Regions from separate parts of the Mus musculus genome. Here region 1 is linked to region 2. Evidence: chromatin contacts called from public HiCAR-type data. All regions are on one chromosome and are shown on one strand. Each heading gives the region's core, a stretch centred on a gene start, on an enhancer-like site or on the middle of the called end of the contact. The rest is flanking DNA. Distances are from core to core; before and after follow the strand shown.

The links. HiCAR-type assays count read pairs that join an accessible place to other places.
Region 1: a HiCAR-type map of embryonic stem cells shows a contact between it and region 2, with 4 times the contacts expected there. The contact joins two enhancer-like sites. A contact is called at or near these places in 2 of 115 datasets of contacts at active chromatin or transcription factors (both in embryonic stem cells) and 1 of 9 other capture datasets (embryonic stem cells).

Annotation. Positions count from the first base shown.
Region 1 is chr12:65,591,767-65,596,706 of GRCm38.p6, forward strand. No RefSeq gene overlaps it. Among named protein-coding and RNA genes, the nearest start is that of Gm22782, 28 kb to the left of the region's middle. Within about 2 kb of position 2,630, at least 5 of the 459 cell types and tissues checked have an H3K27ac peak or open chromatin away from gene starts, as enhancers often do. A contact at or near this core is called in embryonic stem cells, where this site is marked.
Region 2 is chr12:65,202,808-65,207,633 of GRCm38.p6, forward strand. No RefSeq gene overlaps it. Among named protein-coding and RNA genes, the nearest start is that of Gm31063, 2.7 kb to the left of the region's middle. Within about 2 kb of position 3,519, at least 11 of the 459 cell types and tissues checked have an H3K27ac peak or open chromatin away from gene starts, as enhancers often do. A contact at or near this core is called in embryonic stem cells, where this site is marked.

The sequences.
Region 1 (4,940 bases), core at 1,380-3,879, 390 kb after region 2:
GGAAGTAAAGCAGGAACTAAAGAAAGGCAAGAACACCAGAAGAGCAGGGAGCTGTGGAAGAAATCTTTGAAGAACACTATTTTCTGTACTTCTCCCAGGCTCGTTCTCATTTACCTTTCTTATATATCCCAGGTCTACCTGCCTAAGGAAGGTACTGCCCACTGTGGGCTAGGCCTTCCTAAATCAATTAGTGATCAAGAAAAAGTTTTATGGATATGTTCATAGCTACTCTGATGGAGGCAATCCTTCAGGTGAAGTTTCCTCTTCACATCTACGTCAAGTAGACAACTGAGATTAACCACCACAAGTCTCAACTTGACACAGAAACATGTCTCTGTTAAATTGCAACCTTTCCTTGTCCCCAGTGTCTTATGCCAGAATATAAAGCATAGTCCAAAATTTAGAATCTCACACTTTTTCAAAGTTCTAGTGCTTTTGCCAGGTGGTGGTTTTATATGCCTTTAATCACAGCACTTGAGAGGCAGAGGCAGGAGGATCTCTATAAGTTCTAGATCAGCCTGGTCTACAGAGCAAGTACCAGGACAACCAAGGTTACACAGAGAAACCCTGTCTCAAAAACCCAAACCAAAAACCAAAAAAAACCCCCAACCCAACCCAACCCAACCAACCCATCAAACAAACAAAAAACAAACCAAACCAAACCCTCCAATACTTTGCAAGTCCAAGTTTTCTTTAAAAGTTCTAAGCCTCTTATTTTACTCAAAGCCTTTTGTTTTCTGTAAAATAAAAAACAAAACAAAACTGATTTTTATTTTAAAAAAGATGAGCTAGGCCATAATTATAGTCAAATCAAAATCCCAAATCCCAAATCTAGCAGTGTAAATAGTTCAGTGTCCAGCATCTGGAATTTACTCATAATCTGCCTGCAAAAGATTGAGGCAATTCCACTTTTCCAACTTGCCATTTGTAGTATGCATAGCTTATCTCATGGGCTAAATGCTGCTCCACTTCAACACCTGTTGCTGCCCTCGATGAATGTATCACAGTTCTGAGATTCCAGTATTCTGCAGTTTTGGCTACATCTGAGTCTGCATGTTTAGCCCGTCTTCAGAGTCTCTGATCCTGCTGTCCGTTACTAAGACTGAGCTCTTCTTCATGTCTTTTTCAGTACCTCAGTTTCATGCCTCCCAAATCAATACCACATTGGCTATTCTTACACATTACCAATTTTGGCTTCCTATTTGAAATACAGTCTCATTCCTAGCCCCCAGATCACATCTTTTGTGTGATTTCCCCTTATGATTTCACATCAGATAAATGAACTCTTATTAATCACAGATTGTTCTTCAACCCTCCTTGCGTAGCATCCATTTCCCAACCAGAGAAGCACAGATTTCATTTCTCCAGATTCCTTATCCAAATTATCACATGAAAAGCCCTAGCAGAGTCTTTACTTCTGTCTGAAAGTTTATGATCCTGACATCCTTTGTTGTCTTGCTCCCAGCATTATTTCTCAAGTTTTTAGAATAGTTTTTAGAATAGTGTTTAGAATGTTTTCCTGTGCAGATTTTAAACACTTGCACAATCTTCCCCTTTATCCTCGCTAACAGCATGATTAGATTGATCACAGAAACACCCAACTTCTCATATCAGTTTCCACTCCTGTGATGAATTGCCGAAGACCCTTTTTAGCACCTGTCTGCGTAGAATGGGTCTCTAGTTGCAGGTGGACAAGGAGTCGGCTGATGAATGACAAATAGAAGTGACACAAGAGATTGTGTAGAATCTGAATGTAATTTTTCAAGTCGAGCATCATACTTTTTATACAGAAGAGCAACAAGAAACCAGGTGGGATACATCTGTGAGTTACAGTGACACAATACAAAAGGAATGTATACACCAAAAGAAGGTGGGGATCAGGCCACTGCCACTAAGAAAGGAGTGGAGTAATGCTAGTCTATTGTTAAGCCCACCACCAGGGGTTCTAGTAAATGCCTGATGATGCTGTTTCTTTGGGCCTAGTGAAGAAACCTGTCTCAGGGGGATTCCCTAACTCTTTCATGGTAAACCCACCTATTCACTAGGCCATTGTGAATTCCCCTGTCTGGGAAAGACTGGCTATTGTCCCAAGAAAACACTCTGCAGACCAGCCCAGAGATAGTCCCGCTCTGTTCTTTGTCATGCCTAATTAGTTTCACCATCTCTTTTAGAACTAAATTTGAATGAATAGATAACCTTCTTACTGAATTCCTACTGAATTCCAAGTTTGTCGGCTTCAAGGATTTTCTGTGACGTTGGAACACTGGCGAAGGCTTAGCTATGTCAGAATTCAATCTTTAAAGGCACTTATAATAAAATAATCCTAAAAGAGAGCACGTGGATCCATACACCAGACTAATGCGGAAATAGGATATGAGTATACTGTTTATGAGAATGCCTGGTTCCAGGAGATTAAGTTTCCTTGAATTTCCCTGACTTGTGAGTGCTTCCAAGCCTCTTGGCCTGTCAAGCAGACTTCACTGGAGTGTGAATAGCAATGAATACCATAAACAAAAGAATCTGGTTAGGAAAAAGCTTGTTTACACTTAGCAGTTATAGTCCATCCTTGAGAGAAGTCAGAACAGGAACTCAAGTAGGGCATGAACTTGAAGCTTAATGGTTTGCCCCTAGGCTGACATTCTGTTTCTACCCCAGGCTCACCTTCCTAGAAATCGTATTGCATACAGTAATGTGGGCCCTCTTACCTTAGTTAGTTATCCAGAACACACCCTCATAGGCATTCTCATAGGCCAGTCTGATGGAGGCAATTTTTCAACTGAGGCTTCCTCTTCCTAGTTATGTCATGTTGACCACCAAGACTAGCCAATACAAAGACCAAATATTAAATCTTAGCTTTGTAACCATTAGCTTACATTTTAAACAAGAGTTTTGGCTTCTGTGTCTTGTTTCCTAGCTGATTTTTGTGTATTCTTCAGAGTAAGGGCACATTCTGGGATTCATCCTAGCAGTTGGTGAAGTATAAGACAATGAGAAGTTTTCTCCTAAATATCTTTGGCAGCCCTAGAGTATTTTAAGAGTATTTCATCTGCCTTGCAATCAGAAGACAGTAGAAATAAGAAGCTCTTATCAGAATTGCATATTTTATTAATGGAGTCAGTGTGACTGCCTTTTATGCTTTGTATTGTAAATTAGCCAGTCTTGCTCAAACATAAATGACAGATGAGGTTAAAAGGTTTGGAAAAAAAAACTGTTTACAAATTCAAATGATAAAACTACCCATTTCAAATCATCTTAAGGAATAGTAAATAATAGTTTATCAATAAAATCATTGAGATCAATAAAGTACATTTATTTATTTATTTATTTATTTATTTATTTATTTATTTATCTATTTGGTATTTTCTCTATTTACATTTCCAATGCTATCCCAAAAATCCCCCATACCCCCCCCTTCACTCCCCCCCCCACTACCACTTCTTGGCCCTGGTGTTCCCCTGTACTGGGGCAAATAAAGTTTGCAAGACCAAGGGGCCTCTCTTTCCAATGAATAGAGTTTTAGTAAGTATATATTGAATTTGGTCTTGGTATTTACAATACAAGTCACATTATTAAAGTGTCTTTATTAATTATAACAAATTCTTCATTCATCCATGTCACAAATACTTGGGTGCTTATAATGTATCTGACATCTGAATGAAGAAGACAGAATCATTTCTGTTTAAAGGAATAGTAAATTGAAGACCGCTCTCAATTACACAGTAAAGTTACAGTTAAAGCACAACATTCTTATAAACATTGTTGGTGTTTAGAGATGGGCTACTAAGTTTCCAATTGCCAAGTGAGTTAGTAGGATGTAGAGTGAAAACAGTATTTTAGAAGAGATTTAACCTGGAAAGTCTTAGGGTTTCTTCAATTACTTCTAACAAATTTCCTAACATATAATTCTATTACAAGCAACATTCAATAAATATATTCATATATTTTTCAAGGATAGTTCTCAAAAATCTATTACCTTTGAAGTACACAATGGAGCACTTAATATTCAAAGGAACAGTAAGTTGGAGACAGCGCTCAATAATTACACAGCAAAGTTACAGCTAAGTGCACAACATCCTGATAGATATTGCTATTGTTTAGAGATGGGCCACTAAGTTTCTAATTGCAAAGTGAGTTAGGAGGTTATAAAGTGAGTCGAATTCTTACAATAAGGCTAAGGCTTCTGGGCATTTTTTGTTGTTGTTGCTTTGGTTTCTGTTTATTGTTCTTTTTCATTATTTGCCTTTCTGTGTCTTGGGAATGATAGTTTTAGGAAGATCATTTGTTGCTTTGTAATTGAAAGACTTTTATTTAAGATGTTGGAGTTTATAGAGTGATGTTAGCCTTCTTTCATAAGAAAAGAGAGGAATCTAGTAGATTCCAGGCATGGAAAGATTCAAGATACACAGTTTTAGCTTAGGAACATATATTGACAATGTGACTCCTCCAAGAGCTTTTTTTCCGTTTTTTTTTTTTTTCTTAAGAAAAATTTATATACATTTTCTGAAAAGTTTGTAAACAAAAGGATGAGGAGAGCGTGAATCTACTGGCTAGAGTTTAAAGCTGTCATCTAGGTTGAATGAAAGGTGTGATGAGGAGTTTCCCAAGGTACCAAAGGCTTGATGCTTTCTACCTGCATAGCCACAACCAGAAGGAAGTATGGACAGGACCCACAATGCATTGGGAAGTCATTTAGGTTTGTGAACTCATGATATTCATGGTCTTGAGGAATTTTATATCTTGTCTCATAAGTACAAATTAATTTTATTAACTATAACTATATTTATTTTGATCCAGTATAAACATCTAGAGCAAGAGAAGGAATTTCAAGTTGGGTAGTATTTGATGTGAAATTTTCCTACTTAATAAGATTTGTTTTTATTATTTGTTTATGTACTTGTGTGCCTGTAAGGTGTGTGTGTGTGTGTGTGTGTGTGTGTGTG
Region 2 (4,826 bases), core at 2,269-4,768:
TATTAAATTCCACTTGCTGATCCCACTGTTTAAACTATTCCAATATTTAGACTGTGGAATCAGCCTAGCTGCCAGAACTCTGAACCATTTTCTGGTTTAACTGTTTTTCACATAAATGTTTGGTGATGTTTCAATACTCTACAACTGTCTGTCTCTATCCTGTACCCAGGCACTGTTCTGTGGAGATGCCTAAAAGTGGCAATCTTACTCTTGCCTTTTTGTGAAAGAAGCTAACTAGAAAACATATTAAGATAATAAATCCTTACAGCCCAGCATTGGGAGTTTTGTACAATGGATTGTTTTTGAAATTATGTAACTTTCCCTAAAATATGAGAACATTACTGCCTTTACACAAGCATAATATTTCCTTACTTTAAAATGATGCTCTATTGCTTATTGCAAGAAAGAGGGGAGGGAGGGAGAGAGTTGAAGGGGGGAGGGAAAGGGGAAGGGAAAGGGAAAGGGAAAGAGAGGAGGGAGAGGGGGGAGATAAATCAGAATTAAATGTTACCTTTTAACATGGGTCGAGAACTGAAGCCCAAAGTGCTCTTATAGAACTGATGGTATGTATTAGTTTATATAGTTTTTGAAAATATTAATTGTGAAGAATAACAGCTGTTAATGTTCTGCTTGAAAATTTCATTGTAGCAATTAAAATTCTACAGGATAGTAGATTATTTTATCCTCCCAAAAAGGTCCTGCATGCTCACAATTGCTTACTCTTTTTCAAATCCCTATTAAAGAATGTGAGTTCTAGGCTGGAAAGATGGCTCAGTGGTTAAGAGCACAGGCTATTCCAGAGGTCCTGAGTTCAATTCCCAGCAACCACATGGTGGCTCACAACCATCTGTAATGGAATCGGATGCCCTCTTCTGGTGTGTCTGAAGACTGTAACAGTGTACTCACATACATTAAATAAATATTTTTTAAAAAAAAAAAGAATGTGAGTTCTTTTAAAGATTTAAAAATTCATTTATATTTTAGATAAGAGCATTCAATATTTTTAAAATTGAAAAAACTCTCAAGTTAATGTTAATTGAAATTTGGAGTATTAAACTATTAAACTTACACAATTTAAAATGTCCATGCAAAGTATAATTCTATGTAACAGTGCCTTCTTGTATAAGCTGTTGTTATTTCTTTTCTTAGAGTGATATTACCGAGCTGTCAGATGAGAATGGAAAAACCTTGCATGACCCAATTTGTACCTATTAATAATCCTTCTTGGCCCTTTCCCCTTTCTCTTGTATAAGTTTTGAGCTTTTCAGTCTAGCCTGTATTTTTCTCTTGATGCTAATTAATGAAACTTTGGTAGCAGCGGTAGAACTGCAGGGACCTCTAACTGCTGATGAAAATCTCAGCAAGATGGCTAGAACACCCCTCTTTATTTCTGCAGAAACACTGGCACCATTTTATGTCTGCCATAAAACCATCTTTGGAAATTTTATTTCTAACAAAGGAGTCTTGTAAGATGTCTAGATTCTAGACATTGCTGCTCTGCTCTGGGAAAGCAACCTGCAACCTGTAAAACAGTTGTAAGGTTCACTCGCTCATCTTTCCTAGGAATCTGTGTTCTGGGAATACTGCTTAAACTAACTCTCTTTTTCTGTTGTTGTTGTTTTTTGCTTGTTTGTTTGTTTCTCTGAAAACAAAGTATCTAACTCTTTGAAAAGCTTAATGAATAAGTCATGGGAGAGTTAACATTTCCCTTTTTCCCATGCTGAGAGCAGGGGAGATGAAACTTGCTGAATCTTTTGTATGAATGAAAACCTTGAAAGCTTTATCTGTTTGATTGGAACTGGGTGCTAAAGTTTTTGAAGGGTTCTGAGGGGAGTGCTATGGTATATGCCATTCCTGAAAAATAGAGAGAAAAGGCATTTGTCATTTGGTTGGTCTCTGGGTCAGAGGCAGAGACCCCTTATTCCATGTCAGGTGAGGCAGGAACAAACAGCTGTGGCTCACAGGCAGGTAGAAGATTGAGCCTTGTGTTCCTTGTGTAGCTGGGGAGCTTGGGTCCTGGATGTTGATCCAAGGTTGGTGAGAGCACTCTGCATCCTTATAGCCTTGGGTGTTGCTGGCATTAGGGAGAATTCTGTTGCTTCAAATTCTAATCAGTTCCTCTTTTCTACTGCTCCAGCCCCAGCCATCCTTCTTTGTATATGAGGAATGACTTTGTAATATCTGACTTTGACCCTTAAAGAATTCTTAATTCTTTTAAAGAAACATCTCCTTTTATTCTGATTAGGTTTTTGTTTGGAGTTTTTGTTTGTTGTTGGTTTGTTTGTTTGTTCTTAAATTGAGATCCTTCTGACTTTGGACTTCTTTGTAGCAACATGAACCCACTTTTCCTCGAGTTCAGGGATTACTGGCATGTACCAACATGCCGGATTCCCATTCTGATCTGTAGTTTCCCTCCCTACTCCCCACAAGTCACTGGCCAAGCAAAATTGAAAGCCTAAAACCTACGTTGAGAATCTTCCCTAGGGGAATGGTTGATGAATTTCCTAAGGTGTAAATGCATATATTTACTGTGTGTAAGTCTACGGAAGATAGCTATAGGTTAGGCTTTCTAAACGAGAAAATGTTGAAGGCTCCTTATTCTGTGTACTATTCAATCTGTGTAAATATCAGACTTGCTTCACACAGTTTGGTACTGAATAATAGAAGTCAGAAAGAAAGACCATATTTTCGGACCATTACTTTTTCATGACTAAGTGATTTTATAAAGTGACTAATCATTAATATAGTAAAGAAAAATCAATATGAAGGCTGGAGTTACAGCTTAACGGTGTCTGACTTGTCTGGGTACCATTGACAGCTGCCCCCTCCCAATCAATATGATAAAAACAAAAGATAAAGTCTATTCCATTACTATAGTAGGAATATTTTACTGATTTTTTTTCTTTCTTTTTTCTTTTTTTTGGTTTTTTTCAAGACAGGGTTTCTCTGTGTAGCCCTGCCTGTCCTGGAGCTTATTTTGTAGTCCAGGCTGGCCTCGAACACAGAATTCTGCCTGCCTCTGCCTCCCAAGTGCTGGGATTAAAGGCGTGCACCACCATCTTCCGGATTCTGATATTTTTCTTATAGGCCATGGTTATTTTAAATTTAGATTGAATTATGGAATACATAATGTGTATATCATATGCAATTTAATTGTATTATTCCTGGGATTTTTTTTTTTAAGACAGGTTTTCTCTATGTAGACCTAGCTGTCCTGGAAAACTATAGACTATGTTGGCCTTGAACTCAGAGATCTGTCTATTCCTGGGAAATTGTTTATGTTACCAAACCACATCTTATGGAGTCATAATTGCATAAAATCAAGAACTACAAAAATAGTGAAACAAAAATAAAAAGCAAGGAATCAAAAAAATTGATGTGTTTATAAAAAGATAAAGAAAGGCAGGGGTTATGTTCTAGGAATGTGTGTGGTGAGGTGTGGGGGAGGGGGATGTCTCAGCCGGCCCATGCCAAGGCATCCCTTCCCCCTGAGGGGCCAGTCACATGACAGTATAGTATAGAATAGTCTAAGCTGCCTGCAGCCACACTAACTGGGATCCTAAGTGGGAGGCCAGAGCTATATGGAAGGAAAGGCGAGAGAAATAATGGAGGCCAAGACATGTTTCTGTTCAAGGCCCCCAAAGTTTACTAAGAGTCTGTTCTTATAAAGACGGGAGGCCCATCCCCTGCCAATCCATTCTTGGTGCCTGTCACCAGCCTGTTGGTGATCTGCTGTGTGATGCTGTCTCCAGAATATCTCAAGGGCCTCACACAGTGTCTTGGAGAAGAGCAGCAGCAGGTGACAGAACAATAGAACCTTTAAAGTCAGAAGCTTCCACCCCAGGTGGTCTCATTCTCAGAGGTCTGAATCAGCCTGCTTCAAGGCTGGGGGAGGCTACAGAATAGAGTCTATTTGGGGCATGGGGAGGGGAATTAAGAGGGTAGTAGAGACAGAGAAAGGGAGAGAAAGAGAGAGAGAGAGAGAGAGAGAGAGAGAGAGAGAGAGAGAGAGAGAGAGAGGAGAAGAGAGGAGAGGAGAGGAAAGGAGAGGAGAGGACAGGAGAGGAGAGGAGAGGAGAGGGGAGGGGAGGGGAGGGGAGGGGAGGGGAGGGGAGAAGAGAAAAGAAGAGAAGAGAAGAGAAGTAAAGTAGAGGATGGCCATGAACACGTGGAGAGGAGAAAGGGAATAGGGATGGTGGGAGGGGGGAAAGGAAGAGCCCAAGAGGGCAAGAGAGAAGCAAGAGAACAAGAAAAGGAGTAGGGGGCAAGCAGTCCCTTTTATAGTGGGTCAGGCCTGTGGATGTTGCCAGGTAACTGTGGTAGGAGCATATCTGCCTGTTGCCAGGTAACTGTGGGGAGGAGCATACCTGGCTATTGCCCGGTAACTGTGGAGTGAAGTTTCGACAGAATGCTAACAGAAATAACACCAAATCTCACCAAAATAGCAATAACAAACACCATTGGCTAACTAGACAACATTTTAAATATTCTTGGAAACATTACACATTATAAAATTAGACCAAGGTCTGACTCAAAGCTGTTATTTCTCTGACACGATGTGGTCACTAGTGATTCCAGCTATGGACTTTTAGTTGTGAGGCAGATTAGTGGGTAATAGGGGAAAGACCGGAGGAAGGAAGAAAAAAACAAAATAGCAAAAAAACATGGCTTGACCATTTCTTAGTGGGTCTGGATTACAGGGCTTCTGAAACGCTCCCAAACAACTACTTCAGGTGGTTGTTACAGGCATATAGCCCTTGCTCACTGTAGATATTTGATAATTTTATTTTTTTACAATTTTTTTTTTGAGACAGGGTTTCTCTGTA